Linked DNA regions of Mus musculus: all the other regions are linked to region 5. Evidence: chromatin contacts called from public ChIA-PET, Hi-C, HiCAR-type and Micro-C data. All regions are on one chromosome and are shown on one strand. Each heading gives the region's core, a stretch centred on a gene start, on an enhancer-like site or on the middle of the called end of the contact. The rest is flanking DNA. Distances are from core to core; before and after follow the strand shown.

What was found. Hi-C and Micro-C count contacts between places; a contact is called where the count stands out from the background. ChIA-PET counts read pairs in DNA pulled down with a chosen protein or histone mark. HiCAR-type assays count read pairs that join an accessible place to other places.
Region 1: a Micro-C map of embryonic stem cells shows a contact between it and region 5, with 8 times the contacts expected there. The contact joins the promoter of Abhd5 here to the promoter of Zfp445 in region 5. A contact is called at or near these places in 1 of 39 promoter capture datasets (liver), 2 of 484 Hi-C or Micro-C datasets (embryonic stem cells and erythroblasts), 1 of 115 datasets of contacts at active chromatin or transcription factors (bone marrow-derived macrophages) and 1 of 9 other capture datasets (pancreatic islet).
Region 2: a Hi-C map of muscle stem cells shows a contact between it and region 5, with 2.4 times the contacts expected there. The contact joins the promoter of Lztfl1 here to the promoter of Zfp445 in region 5. A contact is called at or near these places in 1 of 39 promoter capture datasets (the C10 cell line) and 1 of 484 Hi-C or Micro-C datasets (muscle stem cells).
Region 3: a HiCAR-type map of astrocytes shows a contact between it and region 5, with 4 times the contacts expected there. The contact joins the promoter of Fyco1 here to the promoter of Zfp445 in region 5. A contact is called at or near these places in 2 of 39 promoter capture datasets (the HPC-7 cell line and maxillary cranial neural crest), 2 of 484 Hi-C or Micro-C datasets (liver and pre-B cells) and 1 of 115 datasets of contacts at active chromatin or transcription factors (astrocytes).
Region 4: an RNA polymerase II ChIA-PET map of memory CD8 T cells shows a contact between it and region 5, with 11 read pairs. The contact joins the promoter of Sacm1l here to the promoter of Zfp445 in region 5. A contact is called at or near these places in 1 of 115 datasets of contacts at active chromatin or transcription factors (memory CD8 T cells) and 1 of 9 other capture datasets (adipose tissue).
Region 6: a Hi-C map of pre-B cells shows a contact between it and region 5, with 2.5 times the contacts expected there. The contact joins the promoter of Snrk here to the promoter of Zfp445 in region 5. A contact is called at or near these places in 1 of 484 Hi-C or Micro-C datasets (pre-B cells) and 2 of 115 datasets of contacts at active chromatin or transcription factors (microglia and pancreatic cancer cells).
Region 7: a Micro-C map of embryonic stem cells shows a contact between it and region 5, with 3 times the contacts expected there. The contact joins the promoter of Ano10 here to the promoter of Zfp445 in region 5. A contact is called at or near these places in 1 of 39 promoter capture datasets (cranial neural crest) and 1 of 484 Hi-C or Micro-C datasets (embryonic stem cells).

The regions. Positions count from the first base shown.
Region 1 is chr9:122,349,000-122,352,976 of GRCm38.p6, forward strand. It overlaps Abhd5 (abhydrolase domain containing 5), which reads left to right and starts at 2,617. Exons shown (of 7, transcript NM_026179.2): 1 at 2,617-2,840. The coding sequence starts at 2,788.
Region 2 is chr9:123,714,836-123,718,874 of GRCm38.p6, forward strand. Lztfl1 (leucine zipper transcription factor-like 1) reads right to left here and starts at 2,790. Exons shown (of 10, transcript NM_033322.3): 1 at 2,691-2,790; 2 at 465-589. The coding sequence starts at 2,693.
Region 3 is chr9:123,850,550-123,854,276 of GRCm38.p6, forward strand. It overlaps Fyco1 (FYVE and coiled-coil domain containing 1), which reads right to left and starts at 1,350. Exons shown (of 18, transcript NM_001110253.2): 1 at 1,232-1,350. It overlaps Xcr1 (chemokine (C motif) receptor 1), which reads right to left. Exons shown (of 2, transcript NM_011798.4): 2 at 1,766-3,727. It overlaps Gm51700 (a long non-coding RNA gene), which reads left to right. Exons shown (of 2, transcript XR_003948283.1): 1 at 1-452; 2 at 682-1,414.
Region 4 is chr9:123,527,077-123,531,070 of GRCm38.p6, forward strand. It overlaps Sacm1l (SAC1 suppressor of actin mutations 1-like (yeast)), which reads left to right and starts at 2,677. Exons shown (of 20, transcript NM_030692.5): 1 at 2,677-2,845. The coding sequence starts at 2,814. It overlaps n-TRacg2 (a tRNA gene), which reads right to left and starts at 2,421; the gene lies at 2,349-2,421.
Region 5 is chr9:122,863,417-122,867,473 of GRCm38.p6, forward strand. Zfp445 (zinc finger protein 445) reads right to left here and starts at 2,590. Exons shown (of 7, transcript NM_001359935.1): 1 at 2,498-2,590.
Region 6 is chr9:122,115,052-122,118,886 of GRCm38.p6, forward strand. It overlaps Snrk (SNF related kinase), which reads left to right and starts at 2,215. Exons shown (of 8, transcript NM_001357775.1): 1 at 2,215-2,356.
Region 7 is chr9:122,292,381-122,296,378 of GRCm38.p6, forward strand. It overlaps Ano10 (anoctamin 10), which reads right to left and starts at 2,043. Exons shown (of 13, transcript NM_133979.3): 1 at 1,924-2,043. It overlaps Gm26797 (predicted gene, 26797), which reads right to left. Exons shown (of 5, transcript NR_168548.1): 4 at 3,988-3,998; 5 at 3,530-3,746.

The DNA.
Region 1 (3,977 bases), core at 1,367-3,866, 510 kb before region 5:
GTCCATGAAGACTTCCAAGGGTACATTCTTGCCAGCCCAACTTCTTGAAAGTGCCACAGGAGTTGGAGACTTTGGAGTATTGTTACTGAATTCAACACCACTGGCCTGTAACTGTGTGGGCAGTAGAGGCCCCCACAGCTAGCTGGCCTAAACAGTAGAGGGTTCCTAGGCTGGATATAACCTTTAAGGTGGAGATGGTCAGTTTCTGAAGACACATTGCAAGCTGCTGGCAACAACTGAGAGCTTCTATAAAACTATTTATAGGTTTCCATCTTCCTACAATATCAGACACAGTGAGAAATATTACTTATAAGAGGATATTGGTCACTTCCCTCTCCTTTAAACCACAGACAATACCACAGCCCTGAAATACTCTTGCTGTCATTGGAAGGGTATTTGGTAATATCCGTTGAAAAAGGGGTAAGCGTGGGCCAGCAAGATGGCTCAATGGGGAAAGGTGCCTGCTGTTAGGCCTGGCAACCTGAGAACCAATTCCAGCAAAGCATTCTCTGGCATCTATGTACTAACCACAGCATGTGCATGCCACACCCAAACACATGCTCATAAAATCAGTGTGATAATCTCTAAGAAACTGTTGCCATTGTAGAAAGTTAAGAACTATAGGGAGTGGGGCTCGGGGGCCGGGGGGAGAGATCACAGTGAGAGAGGAGTGGAGGAGCATCAGAAGTTTAAATGTGTCCCCAACGTTCTCATACTGGAAGCGCAACCCATGTAGTGGTATTGAAAGGTGAGGCCTAAGGGCAGCATCTGAGCCACAGAGGTGCTACTTTCACGGATCAATTAATGCCTTCATCTCGGGAGTCAGTTCTGGGGGAGGGGGTTTCTTATAAAAAGAAGGGTTAGGCCCCTTTCTTGCTCTCTTTGCCCTCTGCCATGAGATGAAGCAGCAAGGCCCTCTTTGTATACCACAGACGCCTTCCTCACAGTCTCCAGCACTGTGAGGGATAAAACTTGTTTGTTGTAAATGATTAGTCAAGGTGTTTCTCTACAGCAGCAAATGTGGTCTAAAATGGAGAGTGATGCATGGGGTCTTAAATACAGGGAAGAATATTAGTGTAGGCTTCAGGAAGGACTCTGGCCTTCCTGAGGAGCTGATGACTGGAGAGAGGTAATCCTAAAGTAACGAAGGGAATACAAACGATATTTACATTATCCATTTGCCTTCAAAAAAATCAAGAGGGTGGTGGGAGCCTCTGTTTCTGTTCAAACCCACATCCACACACCTGCTCTTGGTTAGATCTCTGGGAAAGGGGGAATGCCACATATTTTGGCCTTATTAGAATTATTTGAGACTCAGTTAGCTTACATCAGGCTCCTGAGTAGTTCCGGGCATCAGTACCACCCAGGTGTGGCTGAACTAAGAGAACCTATTACATATTCTCAGAATTTCATTTTTTGGAGTGTGGGGTAGAGGGCAGGATGGGAATTGAACCTAGGAACTAATGCATAGATGGCCCCTGCACAACACAGCTCCAGCTGTAGGCAGCTTGTCACAAGCACAAAGAGCTAGGCTAGTTCATACACTTTCTCCTGACCGGAGGAACCTGCCCCCAGCCAAGGGAAACATCCCTTATGCAACACCAGGATGCCTCTATTTGTTTAATCACAGTGAGTGCCATAGTTCTGAATTCTATTTTTAAAGCGCAGTCTTGGACTTACTTGCTAGCTGCTGACTTTCATTTGCCTGTACTGAGCTTTACTCTTTATCACTTTCACGCATTTGCTCACGTCCCTTAACCAGGAAAAAAATTATTAAAATAATCCCACTCGAGGGTGTGCCTCCTTGCCTGTATGTGCACCATATACATTAAGGTGCTCTGAGGCCAGAAGAGGGTGTTGCTCCCCTGGAACTGGAATTACAAGCAGTTGTGGGGCTCCACATGGATGCTGGAAACAAACCCATTCTCTTCTATAGGACAGTATGCACTCTTAACCACTGAGCCATCCCTCGAGCCCTCTCCCCTTTAAATTTATTTATTTTAAAGACAGGGTCTCACTGTGTAGCTCTGGCTGGCTAATCAGGCTAATCCAACTCACAGAAATGTGTTTGCCTCTGACTCCCAAGTGTTTTTGAAGGGTGTGGACCACCATATCGAGCTCATGAGAATATTTTTATGAGCCCTCAGCCCTCTATCATTTTAGAATGGATTCTAGGAAGTGCTCTCCCTCTCTCCCTCCCTCGCCCCTCTCTTCTGTGGTCTGTGGGGATGATGATGGTGGTGGTGGTGATGGTGGTGGTGTGTGTGTAATTCTAGTACCCACACATAAGCTCTCAGCCTTCCGGAGTCTAGAGTCTGGCAGGGTGGAGTGCAAGTTCCTAGAGGCCACCACCTGAAAGTAAGGGCTGGAGGGTCCAGCACCACAGGATGCGCACTTCTGCCACTCAGGCTATTTCTGGCTGGGGTCTCACTCCAGGCTACCTACGGCTTGCCTAGCGCCCCGTCCAGGGCAGTCCACACGGGCGGAATGACGCATTAATGGTCATTATTCCGACGGATGACTACCTAGGCTCCCGCGGCGTCGGGCTGACCTTCCTTACCAGTGCCCCCGCCTCCGCGCGACAGGCGGGCAGCGCATGCGTGTCTGCGAGGCCGGGCCGCTGGGACGCCGAGCCTGCGGTGGCGCGGCCGCGCCCTCGGATCGTCCCAGCGGGCGGACGACGCATGCGCGGGCGGTGCGGTCTTAAGGGCGGCCGCGGCCCGGGGCCGCCCAGTCGGCCTGTCAGCCGGCTTCGAGGTGTGTCCCTGCGCTTGCGCGGCGGCGGTGATGAAAGCGATGGCGGCGGAGGAGGAGGTGGACTCGGCAGACGCCGGTGGAGGGTGAGGATCACCCGGGAAGGGGGGGACGACGTGGGTCTCGTGCGCTCTGGCGACCCCGGGCGGCCAGCCGAGGGAAGGCGCGGGCGCCCGCTCTCTCGACCCGTCGGGGCAGACAGGCCCGGTCAGGGCCGCGGGGCTGCGGGGAGGGAAAGCGGCTGCTGTTGACGGCCGTCCCGGTGATCCCGAGCGCGGCGGAGCTCAGAACTCCGCGCCGGGAGCCGTGCGTCGCCAGGGTGGGAGAAGGCGTCGGACTCGGAGCCTCGCGGGACAGCCGATCGCCGCCGGTGCGCCTGGGGCGCTTGCGTCCCACCTCCCGCTGCCCCGTGCGTGCGCTCCCGTGACCCGGCGGTCTGGCTTCACTAGCCCTGGCAAACTTTGTGAAAGTTGAAGGGCAGATGCCTAACAGGAAGGAAGCCCTTAAGTTGTTGTTGTTGTTGTTTTGTTTTTTTTGGAAACCGGAGTCACTCTATGTAGCCCTTGCTGGCCTGGAAATCTGTAGACCAGGGTAGCTTTTCAACTCTGCAGAGACCCAATCCTTTTGCCTCAGCCGTCCAGTGCTGAGATCACATGTGTGAACCACCACACCCAACTTCTTCATAGACATAGTAAGTTATTCTTTTTTGTTTTTGATATGTCATGCCCTTGTGAGTAGAACAATGCTTGGTGGAAAAATTAAATTACTATGAAAGTTATTTCACTGATTCTCAAAAGGCTACTTGTTTTATATGGACGGGACTATACATCTCCTTTATAAATTATTTTGACAGTTGTACTTCAGCTATTTGGAGACATTTGTATGGGAAAGATAACCATAGGGTAAATAGATTATGGTAATGTGAAAGTAAGTATTTTGGAAAGATGTTAGGGGAGGAATATTTTTGAAATGCTAGAAACTACACTCTTCAAGTTTTGTTTAAGTGATAATTAACAAGTGGAGCCACTGTTTTGGTCTGTTGTTGAACTTCCTAGTTATATTGACATGAAATACAGAGTGTCATGTGGTACAACTAGGACCTGGTAGCTTGGGTTTCTATTAAATTTGTCAGGACATTTTTCTGGCTCTGAGAATTCTAACTTGTGGGCCCTTTTGGTCTTGATACTGTGAGGCTCAGGAATCCATAGCACAACGGTGAGAGT
Region 2 (4,039 bases), core at 1,540-4,039, 850 kb after region 5:
CAAAGAATCAACACAATAGGTTCCAGAGATATACTAACTTGATATTTACCTGCTGAGAAATGATGGTAAGAAACTATTAGGTCGTTGTCATAATTAAAACATTACATTTCCATAAGAGCAGAATACTTACATATACAGTAAAATCACTGTAATTCAAAGTATACAATAGTCTAAGCCAAAGAGTTTCAGGCACTTTGTATTGGTGTTGGGTGGCATGATGGCCTGGGCAGTGTGAACTGTGGCTGCAGCGTGTTCAGAAGTCATATGACAAAACTGGGAAATGCTGGCAGAACACTTCAGAGTCATTTTGCATTTAATTATGAAATAATTTTTAGTGATTGCATCTTAAACCTTTTACTAACGCCAAATTTTTAAAGAATCCACATTCATTCAGTTATATGACTGAACATATGATGTTAATATGATGCAGTTTTAAGAAACTGGGCCTTAAAGTCTCTTGATACCTGCTGTCCTTGAGGTCCTGAAAGCAGGAATCTACCGTTTTAAGTCTCAAGCCTCTTTTTGAACGAGCAAAACGCATGTAATTAATGACCTCATTTTGATGGTGCTCATTTAGGCCCAACTCTGCCTGAAAAAGAGAGAACTGGTTAGTCCAGAGGCTATGACAGAAGAACTGACAATGAAAATAAACAAGGTATTTTGTTTGGCCCAGTGTACTGGTACCTGCTTTTAATCTCAGCACTTGGGAGCCAGAGGCAAGCAGATCTCTGTGCCTTTGAAACCAGCCTGATCTACATAGTGAACTTCAGAACAGCCAGGGCTACCCAGAGACGAAGTCTCAAACAATAACAATAACCAACAACGATGTTGATGATGAATATATGGTGTTGTAGCAACTGATGTATATCAGGTTGCCTTTTTGTCCTCCTACCAACTCAAATACATTCAGGTCACAATCACATGACTACTTCTCAGGAAAAGAAGAAATACAAAGAGGTGTGGGGTATTTTTCAGACTTAAGATATGGGGTATACCTTATACCCCTGTCATCTCTAATGTCTCTGAAAGTAGACAGAGTAGGTAACTAGGATGAGCCGTGACATTTTTATGCCCCAGGGCTGAAAGAACAGAAAGATGAATGAGACCTCTATCCTCACCTCGGGGAGCAGCACTAACCTACTCACTAATCTAAATAAAATGGCTGCTGTGTGAGAGGAAACAAATGCCTACATTCCTTAATACACTAATTTTCAGATCTCTACAGAAACTTAACCTTACCAAATACAACCTTAAAAAGTATTATCTGGCTTGAAAACAAACAGTAGTCTTTTTAATAAGGCAGATGCTGTTTTAAAATAGGGAAGCTACACAGTTAGTACAGCTCTCAGACCTGGTTAGAGAAGTTTCTCTGTGCAATGGATGGTGGCTACCACACAGCTCACAGCTTTTAGGTACAGAGAATAAATAGGCTTAGCCACAACTAAGATATACACTCAGGAGGCAGAGGCATAGATAGGCAAAGGCAAGTGAATCTGAGTTCAAGGTCAGGCTGGACTACAGAGAGGATTCCAATATAGACAGGACTAAACAGAGAAACCCTGTCTTGAAACAGCAACAACAAAAACTGTCTTCTAGACATGACAGAACTGCTGGCCTAGAAACTCACAACTGTGGTCACCTGCACAAAGGTGCCAATCAACAATCCAGCACAGAGACGGGGAGGGGTTTATGAGATCGCACTTCTAGCTGAGCAGTTACTGACGGCTGAAGATTTATGAAGGGCAGAGAGACAGTTTCTTTTAAGAGTGTGGCCCAAGGAAGGTGATGGTCCCACACACATGAGTATATGTGCAGCATAAATTGGACTAGGTAGGCTTAAAAAAAACAGGACAGGAAGTAAACAATAATTCTGGAAGATGCTAGGGGATTTAAAATACATTGTATGAATGTATAAAATCTTTAAAGGATAATTTTTTTTAAAAAAGAGTGAGCTTATTGCTTAAAGTGTTTATTTTATGTGCATTGTTTGACAAATCATCTACACCCGGTTTCCAAGTGTTATCACAATGACATAAAAGAGTAAGAACACAAACAAGTACTAACTTTTTTGTGAAGCCACTAGCGTAATTTTTTTTTTTTTTTCGTTTTTGACATCAGAAGCAGGACCAGTTCCTAGCTCAGGATGGTTTAAGAAATGGTCTGTTTTGTTTAGATGTATACAAAGTGACACTTACTAGGAATTGATTGCTGGGATATGTCAGCAACCCACTTGAGCTTCACTTTCAATAACTTCTCTATGCCCAGCTATTTAAATTAATTGTACGATGAAAGGTTGGATGGACTGGCGTTTTCGCTTCAGTTTTATCTGTCTCAAAGTAAGCCCGAACTCTAATACCCAAATGGTCGTCAGACGTCCAAACAAAGAAAACAGCACCGATAATTAGTCAGTTGTAAAATCAGGTGCTTCAGAAAATTAGATTCAACCAAGTTCACACAGAAAGTTGGAACCAGCCCGTCATTCTTCACCCTGGCAAATGTGTGCGGCTGTGTCGGCCAGGGCTTCCCAGACCACAGCCAAGGACGAGGCGACAAGGCCGGAGGAAGGCTTCAGCAAGAAGCTGTCCCCGCGGCTCGGCCGACGTGACTCCCTCCCCGGCGAGGCCCCGCTCGCTCGCTCGCTCGCTCGCCCTCCGCACCCCGGCTGGGCCTCTCCCGACCAGGACACTCACCATGGTGGCGGCGGATCCGACAGGAAACAGGGAGGCCGGCACCGGGGCCTGAGGAACGGAGGTTGTTTAGAAGCCGCGCGTTGCCAATGGGAACGGAGACACGTGGGCCCTCGCTTGCACGCTATCATTGGCTCTCAGTGTCACGTGACGGATGATGTTGCGTAACTGGCTAATTTCCGCGGGTACATTGGCTTTGAGATCCGGAAGTCCCACCTTTTCTTGCCACGCTAACCTGGGGCGGTGCCTGCCGTTGCCAATGGCAACAGAGAAATTTCCGGTCGGGGGTGGGGGGGGGGAGCTGAGCAGCGCCTTAGGTGCCAGCGTGTTTGCCTACAATCAGGACAGAAGTTGGGCTTTGGCACCGGGATCCAGAGCTGGTGGTTCCAGACCTCTGAGAAGAACAGGCTGAGTGAACAGGGCTTCAGCGTGACTGCATCCGGCTATCAAGCTCATGCTGGCCCTGGTGCACGCCCTTCCTCCATCTGCATTGTTTTATAACGCTGGCAGAAGAGAATAACTTTACCTTTTTGGAAAAAAAATGTGCAAAAACATAGGTTTATATAGAGTAGTGAATTAGAGAGACAAACACTAGATTCGCCAGGAGAAGGTTGTGGAATAACGTCCTGATCTCCCTGGCGGAAGTTTTCACTTATGAAGTCTAACTTGAGTCATTAGAATCTTCAAGTTTTGGGATAGGTAAAGATCCTTTCCAAATCTGTTGGTGATCTTTTTGTCTTATTGACGGTGTCTTTTGCCTTGCAGAAGCTTTGCAATTTTATGAGGTCCTATTTATTGATTCTCGATCTTACAGCGCAAGCCACTGCTGTTCTATTCAGGAATTTTTCCCCTGTACCCATATCTTCGAGGCTTTTCCCTACTTTCTCCTCTATAAGTTTCACTGTCTCTGGTTTTATGTGAAGTTCCTTGATCCACTTAGATTTGACCTTAGTACAAGGAGATAGGAATGGATCAATTCGCAATCTTCTACATGATAACAGCCAGTTGTGCCAGCACCATTTGTTGAAAAATGCTGTCTTTTTTCCACTGGATGGTTTTAGCTCCCTTGTCAAAGATCAAGTGACCATAGGTGTGTGGGTTCATCTCTGGGTCTTCAATTCTGTTCCATTGGTCTACTTGTCTGTCGCTATACCAGTACCATGCAGTTTTTATCACAATTGCTCTGTAGTACAGCTTTAGGTCGGGCATAGCAAACACAGAAGTGGATGCTCACAGTCAGCTATTGAATGGACCACAGGGCCCCCAATGGAGGAACTAGAGAAAGCACCCAAGGAACTAAAGGGAACTGCAACCCTATAGGTGGAACAACAATATGAACTAACCAGTACCCC
Region 3 (3,727 bases), core at 100-2,599, 990 kb after region 5:
AAGTAAAATATTAAGAACACACACACACACACACACACACACACACACACACGGTACTGCAGGACTCTGTATACGTTATCTATTTTCTTAATAAAATAAACAATTTTCAAGAAGTGATACACAAATATGAACATTAAACAAACAGATAAATTCTGTCTCCTAAAGCTATAGTTTTTTTTGTTTTTGTTTTTGTTTTTTTCAGATCCTTTTAGGTAAAGGAGGCTGACAGTCAGCCCTGGGCTGATTTCCAGGATAACAATCCTGGCCCATAATCAGTATTCTGCATTTCAACACAGCAGAACTGGTTGTCATAGACCGAGAGTGTCGGGGCAGCCAGGAGGTTGCAAAACTAAAAGTAGAAACCCACAGCTCCCTTCCCCCAACCCAGCAACAGCAGCAAGCAGATGGCAGAGGAATTAACCTGCTTCAGACCACCATTGCTGAGAGAGGCTGTAAGTAGATTAAGTCCTGAGCCTCTGCCCCATTTCTGTCTGGAAAGGAAACCACCTGTGTTAAGTCAAACAATCATAGGGACAGAAAGAAACAAGTGCTGTTTTTTCTGCAGGAGACAGCCCAGCCGTGGGAACTTTGCAGAGTGACACAGAGAATCATAGCATTAATAGGAAGCTACTTGACTTGGCTTAAGTGTCAACTACATGTTCTCTTCTTTTATGCAAATAGGATGTCGCTCCGCCCTGCCCCCCATCCGCAGCCCAAGCCTGGGTGCCAACAGGACAAGCTACCACACCAGATACATTCAGTCGTCCTACAGGTGTTTCCAGAAACTTGACCGCAGAGCCCCCTTGAACTATCTGAGCATAAGGGCAGCGGGTCAGGTCAGCGAAGATACAAAAGGAACAAACTGTGTCTCCTGGACCGAAGGGGCGTCAGGAGTCCTGCAGAGAGGAGGGTTTGGCTTTCTGGGGATCAAGTCCCAGTGCCCGCGAGAACTTCGGGGTTTGGCTGCTGTGCCAGGGGTTCGGGGAGAGCTGCCGAAGCTCCGCCTCACAGGGCGGCCCCCTTCTGCCGGCTCCGATCTTGGAACAGTGTTGAGGGTCTTTCTACGACCCCGCAGACAGCCTGCGTATTGGAGCTAACCTCTCTGGAGAGAGGGTTCTCCCGAGGCGCCCTGTGTGGGAGGGGACGACCCACGCCCCCACGAAGCTTCCGCGCCGACGTCCAGAAAGGCCCCAGTGTCCCCGATGCCTGTCCGGGCGCCTGCGGCACTTACACGCTCGTGGGTCCTCCGCTGGGCAGAAACGAAACTTTCTAGGGCCGAGCGGAAGAGTAGGCGAGCACAGAGCCGACTGCCATGAAGCGCCCAGTAGCCCCAGAGCGCGCGCGGACTACAACTCCCGGCATGCCTCACGGATGGCCTACAACTCCCGGCATGCTTCACGGATGGCCTACAACTCCCGGCATGCTTCACGGATGGCCTACAACTCCCGGCATGCTTCACGGATGGCCTACAACTCCCGGCATGCTTCACGGATGGCCTACAACTCCCATCGGGTGCAACTGGACGGTGGACGCTAACTACGACTCCCGGCATGTCTCACGGCAGACGTCACTTCCTGAAACTCGAACAAGCTTCGGATACCCGGAAGTCGTGTGTAGAATCCTGAACGAGTGCTGTTTACTGTTGTTAAGCTCATGCATTGTGACCGATTGGCTTTGAACTGTGCATGAGCTGTAAATATAAAATAATGTGCCCGATTCCGAAACCCCCCAAACAATCTGAGAATAATCTCATTAGTATTTTTGTACTATTACGTTTTATTTATGAAGCTAAAAAAAAATGAACTTAGTATGTACTGCTGGACCTAAGTTCTCAGTTTTTGTTTCCCCCTCATTAACAGACACTTAAAAAACAGTGTTTGAAAATATGTGCTAAAGAACTACCATGCTTAGCTTCCTCAGTCCCGTGTTTGCTTGTTGCTGAGTTGCAAAGCACCCTGAAGCCTGGTGCAATAGAACACTGCATTCCAAGTCCAGTATGGATGAACATGCTAAAGACAGGGGACAGTACATAGGAATGTCAGCCCATGATTAGGTTCGCTTCTTAGCTCTGGCTGGCTCCTCACACTGCCTTATTTTCATCATGTTAGCTAGAAATGCTTGTGTACCTTACAGGACTTAGCTAATAGTGGCATCTGCCAGACTTCAGCATTCCAGGTTCTCAGGATAAATTCATACAGGAAGGAAAAGAAATCTTTTAAGTTAATTTCATATTTTATACTGGAGGTATATGAGACAACATATTAACTTGATGGAGTTGTCAGTTTGTGGATGAGGATAAAAAAAACCTCACGAAGAGAAATGATTCCCCTTTCTGTTAACAAAGGAAAACAAAAAAAAGGGAAGAAGTGGGAGGAAATGACATCAGAAATAAAGATTTATCAATAGAGTGAACTAAGAAAAACTTGCTCTGACTACAGCCTGAACAGCTTTGGGATGTTAAGATTGAGAGTGTGAGGCATGTGGAAGACAACCTTGTGAAGGAATATGTGGGGTGGAGAGCACTGTGCCACAGAGTCCTGATCTGCTGTACATGGTGTCAGATCTAAGATGGCTCCCGGGACACCAGTGAGACAGCAAAAAGGAACTAAGGTCAAGACAGTGGCTGCTTCTGAGTCTTCACAAAAGTCCCTACAGGTGACAATGCTCGCCACACCCCTTCTCTCTGAGTTACCTCATCAGTCACAGCTTTTATTGGGATATGGTGAGATGTAGTAAGTTATGCTTGGCCAAGGATTTAGGGGCTTGGGATTGGCTCAAATACTGTATATAAGCTTATGTGCTTGGCAATAAATGCAGATCTGCACACTGATACTGATCTCTGGAGCTTTATTTACCAGGAGTTGTCACGTGACTCTGTCGCCTCTAAATGCCCATCCTCAGTCCTGTTCCCACAAAAGGGATTTCAAACACCCTTGTTTGAAACTTAGATCCCAAATAAATTTACAGAGAAGAGGAAGACAGGTCTCAAGCAATCATGGGTTATTTAAGGGCAATGATGTATTTTGAGAATTTCATAGACAATTCATCTGGAGTATAGTTAGATAAATTAAGATGACTATGACATCACTAGATGATTTAGTCTTAAGGGAGCACAGTGATATGTGGTCCAACATTGACCAAAATATTGTGCAGTAGATTATTGTATATATTAAAAACCTAATATGTCATACCCTAACCAAAAGCCTATATAATGTTATGTTTAAAACTCAACACAGCTCTGTGCTATAGGTAGGGTTCATTTCTGAACTTCAAAGATGAAATTGAGGCTTTTAGAAGAAAAGGAATTTCAAGCCCACCTGGCTAATGGGCAGAGATATAAACTAGGATGAAGTGTAAGGTGCCCGAGGGATCTCTAACCGACACATTGTAAGATATATGAAATGTTCATCTTCGTGTACAAAGGAAAGGAGGCCAGAAGAGGGCAATGGATTCCCTTGGAACTGCAGTTAAAATGGTTGGGAGATACCATGTGGGCTTTGGGAACTGAATTTAGGCCCTCTGGAGGAGTAGCCAGTGCTCTTAACTGCTGAGCCATCCCTCTATCCACTTGAAAGTTACTTCTTCTGGGTAATCCATAACTATTTTATGTCTTTTAATTTTTTCATTAATTCTTTAAAGTCTACTGTTATATGTTTTTATGTATTTATTTTTGGTTGAAAGAACAGGATCTGAGTTCTGTCTTTGGCCCTGGATGCAGATATAACAG
Region 4 (3,994 bases), core at 1,427-3,926, 660 kb after region 5:
CTTGCCCCCAAGGAGCTCAACACCACTAATCAGCAGGAAGTAGTCTAACGATCATGTAGCCCCTTTCCCCTCTATCCTTTTTTCACCTAACTAGTGGTAAGGGGTTGAAAGGGTAGAAAAAAAAAAGGGTGGAGAAGGGTAGAAGAATGAAGAACCTACAAGTGTGGGCTACAATGGGATAACAACTGAATTTACCTTATAAAGTTGTATGGGTTGATTAAATTTATCTAAATAAAATGCTTAGAGAAGCATGAAGTTACTGATCAGTTTGATAAGTTTTAAGAATTGATAATTACAGCAGGATGATAAAGAAGATAAAATATAAGCAGATTAAGGTAAATTCAAGCACAAATTTTAAAAAGCACTTATATACTAATAGTAAATGTGAATATATGAGTGAAAACTAAACAATTTTAAGGAAAGGGTAAAGAATAAACTGTCAGAAAGACTAATGTGTAACAACCAAAGAGCTCCTGTGCTCTTGCAGAAGACCTGAGTTCTGTTTCAAGCACCTGCCTTGGCTGGCTGTACCTAGCTCCAAGGGGGATCTCATACTTTTAGTCTCATAAAGCACTTGCACGAGCACACACACACAGATAAACAATGAAAAATAAAATCTTTTCAAGGTCAAGTTTGTGAGAAAAAAAGATTGAATACACCAGGAGAGAATAATCAATAGGCCAAGAAATGAAAGTAAAAAGGAAGTTGTTTTTCACTTATGAAAGCTGTAAAGAAACTATAATTTATATTTGTATGTGGATGCTTTATTTTTTTTAAAGATAAGGTCTCCAGATCAACACCTCTCTGTCTCAAATTCTAGAATTTTAGGTATATGCTAGTACATGAGACTTGGATATCTAATTTATATGTTATATGTATTCATAAATATCTAATGTTGATTAGCATGTGTGGAAACATTCTGGTGACAGAGGGTATATTGTTTTAATTTTTCCACAGAGCAATTTGAAAATATGTACCAAAAATCTAAATGCCTATGAGATGGACCTTTAAAGTGTCCACTTATCCACCCAAATAGAACATCTTAAAGCAAGAACTCTTAAACCAGGTGTGGTTGGTGGTGCTTGCTTATAACCTCAGCACCTTGGGAGCTTGAATCAGAGTTCCAAGTCCATTTCCATAGCCAAGTAAAGGCCCACTGTCTTATATAAGACAGCCTCAGTCAGTCTCTCTTTCTCTTCCCCTCCCCCCTCTGCACGTACACACATCACACACACCCTTCAAAACAAAACACACAACAAAACAAAAAAAAAAAACCCTCATTTTTTTTAAGTGCTAAAACTGACAACAATGCATATTAATGATCTCAAATCTCAGACAAAAAATTAAAGAGCAAACAAAAAATACTGTTAGCTGGGCAGTAGTGGTGCGTGCTTTTACACCAGTATTCAGGAGGCAGAGGCAGGGATCTCTGAGTTGGAGGCCAGCCTGGTTACAGAGCAAGTTCCAGGACAGTCAAAACTACACAGGGAAACCCGGTCTCGAGAAACAACCCACTATAACTTCATTAAAAGCAAACTAAATCCTCAGAAGTGTAGAAGCCTGGTATGGTATCTTGTACCTTAAATTCCAGTACTCTGGAAAGCAAAGGCAGCCATTTGGCCTGGTCTATATCCAGCAGTATGGACTGCAGGAGTGAGCCACACCCCTTGGTCCTTGGTCTAATTCTGCCCCAATAATTTCCTTTATCTGATACAGTTTTAATAAACTCCTGGGGAGTGGGGTATGTTTTCTAGGACAACTTAATCATGGAGTGACTGGTTAATGAATAGGCTGAGCCCTGCTCCCGATCCACCTTCGTCACATCTGTTTCTGGCTATCTCAGGTCTTACGTAAAATGTTCATGTACTCGTTTTTCTGGGCCTCTTACTGCGAAATCCCCGAATTTTTAAGGTTTCCTTGTGCAGTGGAGGCTAGGTCGGCTTTGCAAGCGGAGCTAGCCAAGGCCGCTGTACCAATCATGAAGAGCAGAAGCTACGCCCTTCTCATGTCAGTGCCGTCTGTGTTCTACCAGCTAGGAGCTTTCGGTGAGATTTTTCCGTCATCGGGTGGGAAGACATTGGCCACGCATGTCCCTGTCCCTGATTGCAAACCTCCACTCTCAAGAGTGTTTTCGTAAGAGTACATTTCCAGACTCCTGCGCAATTTTAAGAACAGGGGAGCTAGGAAACTTGCAAACCGTTTTAGGTAACTCCGGGTTTCAAATACAGCCAAGAAGGTATTATTTTTTCGCAAAGCAACATTAAAACGTAAGACATTTGACCTTGACAATCTAGCTATGATCCTTTTCAAGCAGGCCTTCCAAGGTTCAGGAAAAAGATCGCACACGTCGAGCCAGCCAGGAGTCGAACCTAGAATCTTCTGATCCGTAGTCAGACGCGTTATCCATTGCGCCACTGGCCCGGTGCTGAGGAGGCCTCCTCCACGATAAGTGATCTCCAATTACACAGCTTCACTATGCTTCCTGCTTCTAACCTCAGTCTGGTCGGTTTGTTGAATGTCGCGACTCAGTGCAAAGCTACCGGGACTCCGCCTTTCTCTGCAACGCGTTACACCAATCCCCAGAGGCGACGTCACGGCGTTCTTTGGTCCGCTCCAATCCGCGCATCGGAGGCGTGCCTCGCAGCTCACTGGTTTGTCCGCCGCCGGCTCCCGTGCTCGCCCGAGAGGCGGACCCGGGAGGGGGTGGGGCCAGGCCGAGGCTCCTTGACCACCGCGCCTGGGGAGCGGTCGCCGCGGAGCCGGGGTGGCAGCGGGCTACACTGCGGGTGGAGCGAAGAGGAGGAAGCTGCACGATGGCGGCCGCAGCCTACGAGCATCTGAAGCTGTGAGTCCCGCGGGCTGCGGCCGCTGACAGGAAGGGCGGAGGGGCGAGCGGGCGCCGAGGCCCGGGAGTGTGCGGCCCGCACCGGCCGAGCTCGCGGGCTGGGCTTTCCCCGTCCAGCCTGGCTGCAGCGTAGGCCAGTGTCCCGCAGCCTCGCCCGCCGCTGGACCTGGCGCGGTGAGCCGAGCCGCAGCCCGCAGCACCGGAGGCTGCAGCCAGCTTTCCCTGGGTGGCCTCCGGGAGAGGCCTTTTTCACCGGGCGTGCTCTGACGTCCGCCGGCAGAGCTAACCTTTCTCTTGGTTTCAGGCTTTCTGGGCCTGGGAGTCTCAATGACGGGTCCTTCTTAGGGCGCAGCAATAATTTAGTCAGATGTCCTAAGGGCCGGTCGAATTTACTGTGCTTATTCCAACAGACTGCGTCGACAGCTACAGTAGGCTCGCCTCTATTTTGGCGTAGCAATGTTGAGTTTTGGCAAAGCCAGGACTTGAGGTTTTGAGGCCCAGCCACTGGATGTTTAGAGGTGCAAAAAAAAAAAAAAATAGACATTTATAAGCTCTTTGGCTCGTCCTGGGTTAGAGGAGATGGGGGATAATTTCTCTTGTGTTACCCTCAGCACCTACACTCCTTGTTTGTGAATAACTTCGCCCTAACCGCTTTAATAATTTACCACGGTCTGGGAATGCCTTTAGTAGCAGAAGCAAATATAACTTTCGAAAAGCCAAGTTAAATTATCCTGTTAATTAGACATAGACATCCCAGTTCGTTTGCAGGAAACAAATGTAGTTTGGGTACGCCCAATGAATAACTGAAGGTGTAAAGTTATGAGTCCAGAATTTGGAGGGAGGCCATCTGCCCAACACTTTTCATGTTTTGCTGTGTTCACCCTTTATGCCTCTTCTGCTTGCTACATACAGTTCTCTTTGAAAAGCCCAGCGCCACCCTTCCTTCCACATTTCTTTTAATTAGTTTTCCTTTGTAAAGTGAATAATCACCTTATTGGTGACAGTTGAAGCAAAGTGTACTTACTGGTCTATGTCCGGCCCGAGTCACATGTCCTTTACTGGCAAATTAGGTTATTGTCCACCTGATAGTTGTTGAAGGGCTGAACATGATCTTACACTAGGTCTCAGATGTGTTTAAGCAATTTGGAG
Region 5 (4,057 bases), core at 1,340-3,839:
TAATGATTATAGTGATGATGCCTAGAATGTCCACAACTTGCTTTCTAAATACCAATCTCCAATAAAAGAATCAGGGCTCTGTGAAGAAGTGGCTGATGCCATGCTAGACAGAGAAAATACAAGTGTTTTGCAGTATCAGAAAATTAGTGAAAGGCAAAAATTATATACTTAAGCAGGGGCAGAGAGGTAAAAGCACTTACCTCACCAGCAACCTGAGTTCCATCCCCAGAACCCACATAAAAGTGGAAAGAACTGACTCCATGCCAACATTAGTGTACACACACACACACACACACTGACTCTATGCCCACTTTAGTACATTGTACACACAGACACACACACACACACGGAGACACACAGACACACACACAGTAATAGTAAATTAAATTTAACAAAAATTGAAGCAAGCCAGGCATGGTGATGATGCCTATTATCTCAGCACTTGGAAAGTGGAGGCAGAAAGATAAGGAATTCAAGGCCAGCCTGGGCTGACTACATAACAAGTAAGGCCCTGTCTCAAAACAAAGCAGTGGGGTCAGAAGTTCACACTGATATAAACTGATTATATTTTAAGAAGCTTCGTTAATAGCCAAGTCAGCTAGTAACATGACTTTAATCCCATCACTTAGGAGACAGAGGAGGGCAGACTTTTGTTACTTGGAGGTAAAGCAAGTTCCAGCCAGGGCTATGTGAGACTCTATCTCAAAAACAAACAACAAAGTAAGGAGAGAGGAAATCTTCCTCACAAGGCCTCCCAATAAAAAAATGTAGAACACCAAGCTCACTGCTACAGACAAGATGCTAATCAGGAAGGGAATGTTGAGAAGAAACAGAATACTTGAATGCAGAATTCAAAATTCTTTCCCCCTCAAACAGTACAAATTACAAAATTAAACACATATTTTAAAGTGGTGAAATGTCACAAGTGCCAGTAACAAGAACACATCAACCTTATCTAAGCACAGGAAAACATCAGATATAAGAACATTCTAATATTTCAAGTAACAAAATACTTCAAAAAAGATTTTAGGGACTGGAGAGGTGGGCTGTTGATTTAAGAGCACTGACCACTGCTTCCCCAGGAGCCTAGCTGACCATAGTTCAATTCCCCGTGCCCACCTGCAAGCTTACAACAGTCCTGTAAGTCTAGTCTTAAGAGATCTGACAGTCTCTTCAGACTTCCATAGGCACCAGGTACACACATGGCATATAGGCACATACAGTGAAACATTTACATAACAAAATCATTTATTTGTTTTATTTTATTTTTGTCAAGGTCTTAAGTATGGCTATGCTTGGTAATGAACAGTACTACCCAGGAAAGTTAGGCAGGAACAGCCTATAGGATGGACCACTGAGTAAAGTTATCTAGTGTCAAGACTGTGTAGTTCAGTTGAACCTGAGTTCAATCGCAAGAGCCAACACAGCAGCAGGAAAGACACCCACAAGTTGTCTTCTAATCCCCACAGGTACACTGCCACACATATACATGCACTCAAACAAAAATAAGATGTAGGGCCAAGTGTGGCAGCACACACCTTTAACCCCAGCACTGAGGAAGTAGAAATAGGTGGATTTCTATGAGTTCTATGCCAGTCTGCCCACATGTTTGATGTATGAGTTCCAGGCTAATATAAGAGGGGGAGGTTAGGGAAGCCCAAACCAACAATTGCATTGTACCGGGGCAGAACCGGTGACAGAAGTTTCAAAGTTTCTATAACATAGGTTTCCAAAGCTTAGATAATTAGAACAATGGACTTTCTGAAGCTGTATTAAGAATGAAGCACTGCTGGGCTGGAGAGCCAGAAAATGAAGCTCACGAAATGAAGTCACCTAAAGCTAAATGGGTTCCCCCATCAGTTCACTTTCTTGCTTTATTTATTTATTTATTTAAATCATTTTACTCTCAAGCAACTCGGACATTACAAAATACTCCTTGAACACTAGAAGACACACACACACACACAAATATATAATATATATATAAATAAGGTTGGGACTGTGAGCACGTTTCAGCTTTCAAGTGCGTTATCAAAGCTGAATTTCAAACGTGCCCTCTCAGCTTAGAAAACATTTCTACCTTTATTACTTTTAAAATTTGAGAGAAGGGCTCATTAAATTGCCCAAGCTCCCGGTCTTTCTGCCTCCGCTTCCTCAGTAGCGGGGATTACAGGCCGGAGCTATCACACCAAGCTGTTCGAAGCTTTTTTTAAAATCTCAAACATTTTACATCACAACCGCAGGGCTTTTTTTTTTTTTTTAATTTTTATGTTTTTAAGGCAATAGCATAACCGACCCACACAGTCAAACATGGACCTACGTGTGGAGTTTGTCAAGAATACCGAGAGTCATAATGGCGGACACCGGACTGCTGGACAACACCGCTCCGATCGTCCCGCTCCCCGCAGAACCGCCCTGGGCCGTGACGCCGCCCGGGCCAGGTCACCGCAACTGTGCCCCGCCGCCCGCTCCTGCACCCGACCTCCCAGCCGCTCACCGACTCACGCCGGAGCACTCAGCATTCTTCCTAATGGCTGTTCGCTCCCAGGGCCCACTTCCTCCGCGGGCCTCTCTGCGAGAGCGGAAGTACGCTTCTGAGGTCTATCTAGGAAGCCCGGAGGAATGCCATCTCAGCTGCTCTCCGCCCAAATGCCTCCCTGGCGCCTTTGATGTCTAGGCACTGGCTTGGCAGTAAGGCTGAAGGTCTAACTTCCATGTCCTGTCCGCTGTGTCTGGAGATAATGTAAAACCCTAATCCTCCGTCAGAGGTTCACATTTGGACCCTACCTGGGACTTCCTAGAGGGTCATTCTGAGAATTATTTTACTCAAGAAAGTTCCTGTGGGTGGAGAATGAAACTTGGCATAGCCTTCACCCTCGGCAGAAGTGAGAGGCTGTAAGGAAGGCGTGTGACTGGAAAAAAATCCTTAGGGTCCCTCAGTAAGAAGAGCATTATCTAGATGAGTGGTATGGAAGGGACACTGTTGAGAAGCAGCCTCTTATCTCCCTGTGTATTGAGTAAAGGTTAAACGATCTGAGACTGGTGCAGGAACTACACCAGGGCACTAACAGGCCCAAATGGCAAACATGGCACTAGCAGGTCTTGCTCTCCCCCTTCACTCTTCCTACCTAAACTGTAAGACCATGACCTTCGGTCAGTGGTACTTACTTTGTGACATTCTCTAGTGAGACACCAAAATACAGATTGATGCAAAAGCAAGAGGTTTACTTTCCGGCACGAAGGATCGACCTTCAATTAGTCCCTCAAGTCAAGCGACTAGAAGGCGAACCCGAATGGCTATTACAAGCAGTTTTTATACATTCAGGTAATTCCTCCCGCTGTGTCTCTAGGGTAGGGATATCCCAGGAATCAAAGACAAGGTCCAACCACCAGGTATAAGGCAGGTGTTCCTCTGTAGTGGACCAAGCCACATCCCCAGTGGCTGGAAGTACTTGCCAAGTCACTTTGGTAGGGTTGGGTGGGGTGCTGAGGCTCAGCACGAGAAGAAAGATACACCACAGCCATCTCATGGTTTCTTTGGCCTTGCGGGTGATCTCCAACTTGGTAATTGTGTGGAATCTCTGAGGTACCTCCGTTAATCAGGGCACTAAGTTTAGTGTCACAGTTCCTGGTGGCTGATCGGGAAAGCTTGCAATCGAGCCATAAGATCTGTGTCAGCTTGAAAAGTCACTCTGGGGTTGGGGGAGCATTAAGAGCCAGGGTCAAGGGAGTGGAGGTCCCATACAGGATCTCAAAGGGAGTTAGATAGAAATGATAGGGAGTATTTCTGGCCCTAAACAATGCCATGGGAAGGAGCAACACCCCGTCTGTACCAGTCTCTACCAACAGTTTGGTTAAGGTCTCCTTCAGGGTCTGATTCATCCTTTCTACCTGCCCTGACCTTTGGGGACAGTATGCACAATGGAATTTCCGATCTGTGCCCAGTAATTTACCTACTCCCTGGCTTACCTGAGAAATGAAGGCTGGCCCATTATCTGAGCCAATGGTTTTAGGCATACCAAATCAAGGAAGTATCTCTTCTAGTATCTTCTTCATG
Region 6 (3,835 bases), core at 965-3,464, 750 kb before region 5:
AGACTGTAACACAAGGCTGCAAGCTCCATCCTGTCATTTTGTAGCATGTATCTAATTAAGACTTCTTGCAGGTCCATAAAAAGACCCAATGTTAAGAAACCAGTGTGTATTAAAGAAAGCCTTGGGGAAGATCTGAGAAGGGGGTTTCTTCATTAAACTAAGCAAATTTGATTAAAAGCCAAGTAGAGTAATAATACCTTAATTTGTGTTTAAATATTTTAAAATATTGCTCAAGCATAATCATATCATGTTAACTAACACATTGAAGGTGTGGGGCTAAAATTGGGTCATCTTCTTCCCAGCATCACCCCAGCCTTGAGGGAAACCCTATAGATAAGAAAATGGCTGATAGCACTGCCTGTTCATCTCAGGAAGATAACCAAAGCATATTTCATTGAAATCAATTTATAAATTTGACTCACTTCAATGTATTGATTTGGTCAGAGTCTGAGTTACACAATAGCAACATAAACCCCATTTCAAGGGCTCATGTGCTGTAGCCACTGTCCTATGTTATGAATGTTCTTTCGGGGTACAAACTTGGCTACTGGACTTCCCTTGGGAGACCATTATAAGTGATGCTTTTATTCCTTCATTGGCCACAGTGTCCCTGACTAGTGACAGTTCCCAGAGGGCAAAGGTCTTTCAGCAAAAGAGCAGATTGTGCAAGACCTAGTTAGGAGCGGTTGCTCAATGTGTGTCTAAATTAGAATCTCCCTGGCAGAGCTTCTAAGATGGCTCAGCAGGTGGGGGTGCCTGCTGCCTCGATTGCTAATTCGAGTTCCATCCCTAGGACCCATGTGGTGTCAGACAAAGAGACAGAGCTTTCTCTTCTACAGGTTGACTTCTACATGGATGTTGAACATACACACACACACACACACACACACACACACACACATGTAAAAAAATAAGAAAGAGAGACATGAAGAAAGAAAAAGAAAACATTTCCACGTCAAATGACACTGTCCTTTCATGATCCTAAGTCAGGTGGGGCCTGCGTGAGCAGAGGCCAATGCTGGGGTTTTCCTATGTGCACTTTGCCACCCAGGGCTAAAGCATTAGGATAATTGAAGGTCTAAGCACACATTTCAGCAGAAGATCGAGACCACCTTCCCAGTCATTCTGCTTCCCAGCCATCTTCAGGCATGCGAAGTGGATGTTGTAGTATAAATAAATAAATAAATAAATAAACAAATAAATAAATGAAGGGAGGAAGGAAGAAGACTTGCCATTTTCTGACCAACAGAGATGGCAAAAGCCATTTAGATTTTTTTGTCCAGTCAGTTGAGTCAGGCTTGGACATGTAAGAAGCTCATTCTGCTTGTGTGTGTGTGTTTTTTCTTCTTCTGTGGATGCAGGAACACAGAAGGAAAAGTAGGGGAGAGAAACCTGGCACCTGGCTTCTTTTCAGGAGCCCCAGAGGACTAGTCTCCATGGCTCATTATCCTTCCAGGAGATAGAGCTGGGAGTTCCCTCCCTCTTGTCCTGCCACCACTAACATCCCTTTCTGAGTCATCTTGGAACAGAACCATGAACAGCCAAGTTAGTGCCTGCTGTGTACTTCTCCACGTTGTTTCTCAGAGGCTGCCTGGCCTGGCCAGTGACTTTTGACTCTAGAGGCAAGCCTGCATTCAGGTGTTGGGCTTTGCTTCTTTCTGCTTTAGTGGTAACAAAAGCAACAGAATTCTTCAAATGTATTCCCAGAGAGAAGAAAAAGTAAAGAAATGTGTATGTATATATATATATATGTGCATATGTGTATGCATGCTTGTGTATATATGATACACACACACACACACACACACACACACACACATATATATATATATATATATATATATATATATATATGCACGTGCATATGTATATTAATTTTGTTGTCTCTCATTGCTTCAAGCTAGATGGGAGATAGGGTGAACATTGATGGATAAAGCGCATGTGCTCCTTGCCCTCAGCCCCAAGATCTCTTCCAATATCCCCTGAAAGCTATAGCTCTAGCTGCTATGCCTGCTGCCGCTGTCCATCGTCCTGGCGCTTCCTTCTGCATAATCTCTATTCTTTCCAGAGTAGGATGTGCTCAGGCCAGGGCCAGGACGCCCTCCAGTAGACCCTGAGCTGGCCTGCAGGTGCGCCGGGTTAACCCCGCCCCGCCCGACCCAAGGCCCCGCCCTCACACAAGACCCCACCCCATCGCTTTCGTCACGATGACGCAAGGCCCGCGCCTGCGCAGCGCGGCCGCACCCCCGGCCGCCCGCTCGGTATTATGATTAGCCCTGGGTGCGGGGTTCCGGCGGCCGGGAGGGAGTTGTCGACGCCGCGGCCGCTGCGGACGGATGCCCGCCTGCCGGCTGAGGTAGGGCGAGCGCGGCGCGGGAGCGTGGGCCGGGTCTGCGCTTCTCCTCAGCGGCCGCCTTAGCGGGGCTGGGCTGGCGCCGCCGCAGGCGGAAAGTAAGTTGCGCGCTCGGCCCGGGGTGCCCTGCGCAGAGGACGCGGCCCGCGGCACCACCCCGGCCCCGAGCTCGCCCGGCCTGCGGGCTTCGCGCAGCCCGGCCCGGCCCTGCCCTTGCGGCCGCCGCGGGATTGCGGCAGCGCGGGAGTCGACGCGGCCCCGCGCCGCGCCCGCAGCGGGCCCCGGGCGACGCGAGATCCACGGGCCTCAGTTTCCCCGTGGGCCGCGAGTCCCGCTGCAGAGCCGGGCGGCCGCCGCCTCACGATAGCTCGGGGACGCGGTTGTCTACGGAGAAGGGCGCTCGGCTGCGGAAGGGGCAGCGGTGCGGCTCCCCGGGGACTGCTCGGATTTTTTCGCGTTAGGAGACGCTGTTCTTTTCCGTAGACATCGCCTGTTGATTTCTTTCCGAACCATTTGCAATAAAAACAAACACCTTGTTGCCTTTTGCTTGGACTCGGGAGCCAGGAGAGTGGCAGCCCTTTAAGCTTAGGCTTCCTCCAGCTGTGATGTTCTTAAACAGTGGGGTCAGCTACAACCTAGGAGCTTCGCTGTGAGTTCGGGTCGTGTATGCATTGGGGAATTTCTCTCCGGGGTTCCTAAGACTGTAGAAGTCAGAGGCTGTAGGGCCTCTGGGCTGTCAGGTTTCTTACTTTCCCTTCCGTTTAAATGAGCGTATTCTCCAAGTCTTAGGAGCCTTGGTGAAACCACCTGGATGCTTGAAGTGTTTTGTCAGGTTTAAGGTGAAGTAAGCGATGGACCTACAGGTGTACAGCTCTTTCTGCTGAGTTTCCAACAGATTCCTGTCCAGGGTCAAAAGGCTCAGTTTGGATTCTTTGTAGGGATTGGGACACTGTCCCAAATTGATCCCTAACTTATCACAGTTCGTATCGGTGCAGTCTGAAGCCCAGGTTGTCAAGGATTATGTAATCAACTTGTTAATTTCTAATCTTGTTACAGTGTTTTCCAGATTTATAAAACCATTCCCTTCAGAGAAATCTGTCTTCAGCGTCTGGTTAAATATTTCTCTTGGAATTGGGTTCTTGAAGACAATTCTGTATGTGTGTTAATTAAACATACTAATTAGACAAGTTTCTTTCAGAGAACATCAAATACATAGCAATTTTTCTGGCTGTCAGTGTAAAATTGACCCATTTTACAGACCTAGGGATGAAAGAAATTATATGACATTCCCAAGGTCACATAATGAAGCTGGGTTAAAAAAAAATCGAGGGCATAGCACTGACTTAATATTCCTGTCCTCAAAGCTTTCTGATCAGAAACTCTTAAGTGCCACTTTTTGACTTTTAAATTTTTGCACAGCTAGTTATTTTACTTTATGCAGAAATTTTCTTTTATCCTTTTATGCTCTTCTGAGTAAATTTT
Region 7 (3,998 bases), core at 793-3,292, 570 kb before region 5:
CTGTCAATATGGTGGAGGGATTTGTTCAGATGAGGATAGTTTGTGTCAAGTTGAAAACAACAACTACAAAAAAAAAAACAAAAAAAAAAAAACAAAAATAAAAACAAAAAACAACCAGGACAAACAGCATTCTGAGCTGGCATCTTCCAAAAGCAGGTGTTACTGTGTAAAAATGCAGAGAGCTACAGACAACCCATGTATATACTGTGAGGGACTAGCTCAATGTAGCATAGATGGCATTTAAACACTTACTAATATACTTGCCTTGATCAGCCCTAATTCTTCACCTCCAAGCATGCATGTATTAAACACATAGCTGAAATACTATTATTATTTTAGAAAGAAGTAGCTGGTTGTTCAGTGTGAATATTTAGTGATCAAGGAAAATGATAAATGAGAAAATGTTAAGTTGGAAAAAGTCACAAATTAATATTAGAATACTACCCCATTAATTATATGTGTATTTATATACACAAAAGGAGAGAATTGACTCCCAGAATTTGACCTCTGATCCCTACACACATTCCATGGTATGTGTAAACCCACATGCACACATACAATAATATGTAAAAAAAAAAAAAAACACTTTTAAATATACAAATTAGGAAGAAAAACAAAATGCTACTAGAGGTCATAGGGTTCTGAGCATTCCTACAGGGCATTTATATTCTCAACTTTATCCTCTTTTCTGTGTTCCAACCTTTCTAGTTTTCCTCTTTACACACTCATACACACACGCACACGCAACCACACTACAGTCTATCCAAATGCACACTCGTTACAGTTTACCAGGCCTTGTCTATGCCTGTCTGATATTCTGCATCTCTCATTTCTCATCAAGAGGACCTAAATTTGGACTCCAGCACGCAGTAGAGTGCTTCTGTAATCCCAACTCCAGGTGATATGGGAGACAGAGACAGTAAAACCCTAAGAAGCCATAGGGCTGAATGGCCTGGAACAGGCAGCACAGCAGCAAAAATGAAAAGACACAAAGACATCCTATCTCAAACACGGTGGGAGGCAAGGGCCCACACCTGTGTCCTCTGTCCTGTACAAGCCTGTGTGTATCCGTTTGCCTGCACTCACAATAACACGAACGCACAGACAAAAATTTTTAAAAACCAAAAACCAAACCAAAGCAAACCAAAACAAAAAAACCCCAGAAAACAAAACTATATGCCTAGTAAAGTCACAGCCTCTTTGTCTGTGTGAGTGCCCTCGGACGTTCATGCCAGGTAAACAGCAAGCATCTCCCTCCCAGTTTACCCTGGTTAAGGGATGCACGGTTGCATTTAAAATTGTTTAAAGACAGAAAGAGTCCTTAGAAATATCTAGTCCTCTAAGGTTACTGTGACTTTAAATGGAAACCAGGCCACTCACAGTGCACCTGAAACTTTTAAAACTGCCGGGATTCGATTACAACATCAGGGTTTAAGGGATTGCGATTCAACTGTGGAGTGGGAACAAACTTGAAGAGACTTCAGTCAGACCGTCTACGCACCGCCTCAGCTATGGGAAAGAACAAACAGGGTTTCGGGTAGGGACAGGGCTCTGCACCCTTCACTGGAGTCATGCGACACCTATCACGGAAAGCGCACAATGGGCCCGGTCAGAAACCTCAGACCGGATCTGTTCACAACCCTAGAGAGACCGCGAGGTGTGACACAATCAAGGCTACCGGGCACCTTCCCCGAAGTGTCAATCAGAGCAGCCCGACACCCCGGGATCCCATGGTCAGTCAGAGACGGCCCTGCTCCAGGCCTGACGCAAATCCAGAGCCGGCCGACATCCCCCTGCCTCCGCCGGCTTTCACACCCTTGCGGATCTCCAGCCCTGACCAGTGCTTCCGTGGCTCTTTCCCTGTCGCGGGGGGGGAGCATCCCCAGCGGGCCCACCACACGGACTGCGCCCCTCCCCACTCACCGGCCGCCCACGCGGCGTCCTCGGGGACCGCGGGAGCGGGGAGAACCAGGCCCGCGGCGCTAAGGCGGACTGGATACACGACCGGGGCGTGGCGCCTTGGCCGACAGGAGGCGTCAACGACCGGGAGGGGCGGGGCCTTCCGGCTGTCACTCGGCGTGGGGGGCGGGATCACCGTGAAAGGGGCGGTGCCTTAACAGTTGTAAGTCCCGAGGAAGGGGGGCGGAGGTGTCAGAGTGAAGCTTCACTGGCTGACCCTCGGGAGAGGGGTGGGGCCGCGACGGAAGGGGCGGGGCCATGAAGGTTCTCATTTTGGTGGGATGTGGTGGTGCTGCATGGGCGTGGCCTCATCAGCTGTCGTTGTAGAGAGACATGTTAAAGGCGGGGCTGTGGCGAGTGGGGTGGGGCTTGGGTTGCTGTCACTCACGGCAGAAAGGGAGCCTCATCCGGAGGGGTGGGGCCTCGCTAGCGGTCCTCGTGGTGGTATGGGTGCGGGCTGGGTCTTGGCTTTGCTGGGTAGGGAATGGAAGGGAAAGGATAAGGCTCCTTACGCTTTCCTTTTCTTAATCTCTTAGACCAGAATCCAGACACCTGCCCACCTCTACCCTCTACCGTCTAGCCTCCACCCTCCACACCCTTCCAGTTTTTGCCTTCCTCCAGGGGACAAGGCCTTCACCCCAACCCCTGGGGGTGTTCCGGTTTGGAGGTTGTCCTCCTAGCCCCCTCTCTGCCTTAAGGAGCAATTCTTGGCTGGTTTTCAGCAGAATTCTGAAGCTCTCTTCTCTCTGAAAACCAAGGCAAATCTTTCAGAACTTTAACAATTAGAGTCAATTGACGACTCAGGAGACTTGTGGGTTTCAGTTGGAGAGTTCCAATTTTCTCAGCCCCTGAACTTACATTCATCCTTGCATATAACTTCATTCTTTGGTATCTGATTGGAAATGTTTGAAATTTTTTGAAAAACAATCATTTTAATGGAATATCTATTAAATCCTTTTTGCTCAGATAGTCTTTATACTGGAGATTAAACCCAGGGCCTTGTGCATCCTAGGGAAGAGATTATCCCAGCCCTCTTGGGAGTAATCTTATCACAGCTGAATTAACAAAATTTAGTTAAGCTGTGTTGGTGGCCCACACTTTTGTAGTCTCAGATACTCAGCAGACTGAGGCTGGAAGATCACTTGAACTGAGGAACTAGAGACCAGCCTGAGCAATGTAGTGAATCTCCATCTCAAAGCAAAGTACAAGATGTGAGCCTGAGTCATGGTGCCATGCCACTTAGTTTTTGTGAACCTGACACACCAATAGTTGCCTGAGAGGAAATCACATTAAGGAACAGCCTCCATCAGACTGGCCTTTGAGCTTGTGTGTTGGGGGGGAGGGGGGGTAGGGAGGAGCATTCTCTTGATGATGTGGGAGGGCCCAGCACACTATGGGTGGTACCATCCTAAGAGGGTGGAACCTGGCTGTTTAAAAGAGCAGGCAGTAAGCAGCAGTATTCTTCTGTAGTCTTTGCTTCAAGTTCTGTCTCCAGGACCCTGCCTTGAGCTCTTGACCTGGCTTACCTTAATGATGGACTATAAGTCAAATAAGCCCTTTCCTTCCCACGTTAGTTCTGGTCTAAATTTTATTGGAGCAACCAAAGAAGCAGGCTAGGACAGGCATGTCTTAGTTATTCTTTGCTATGTAACAACCCCCTTTGCAAGGCTCCATGCTCTCATGTTCCCAAGAGTCCTTCTTTCCAGTTGCTTCCTCTAGAACAGTGGTCCTCAACCTGTGGGTTGTGGACCCTTTGGAGGGCTCCAATGACGTTTCACAGGGGTCACCTAAAACCATTGGAAAACATGGATATTTATATTATGGTTCATAACAGTAGCAAAGTCACAGTTATGAAGTAGCAATAAAATAGTTTCATGGTTGGGGTCACCAGAGCAGAGGGGCTGTGTTAAAAGGTTGCAGCACTAAGAAGGTTGAGAATCACTGCTCTAAAAGGACAGTTTTTCTCTCCCTGTCTTAGGCGCCAGCTTCCTGAATAAACTAATCTCAGGAAAGCAGTCGGTACTTCACCTCGCTTTATC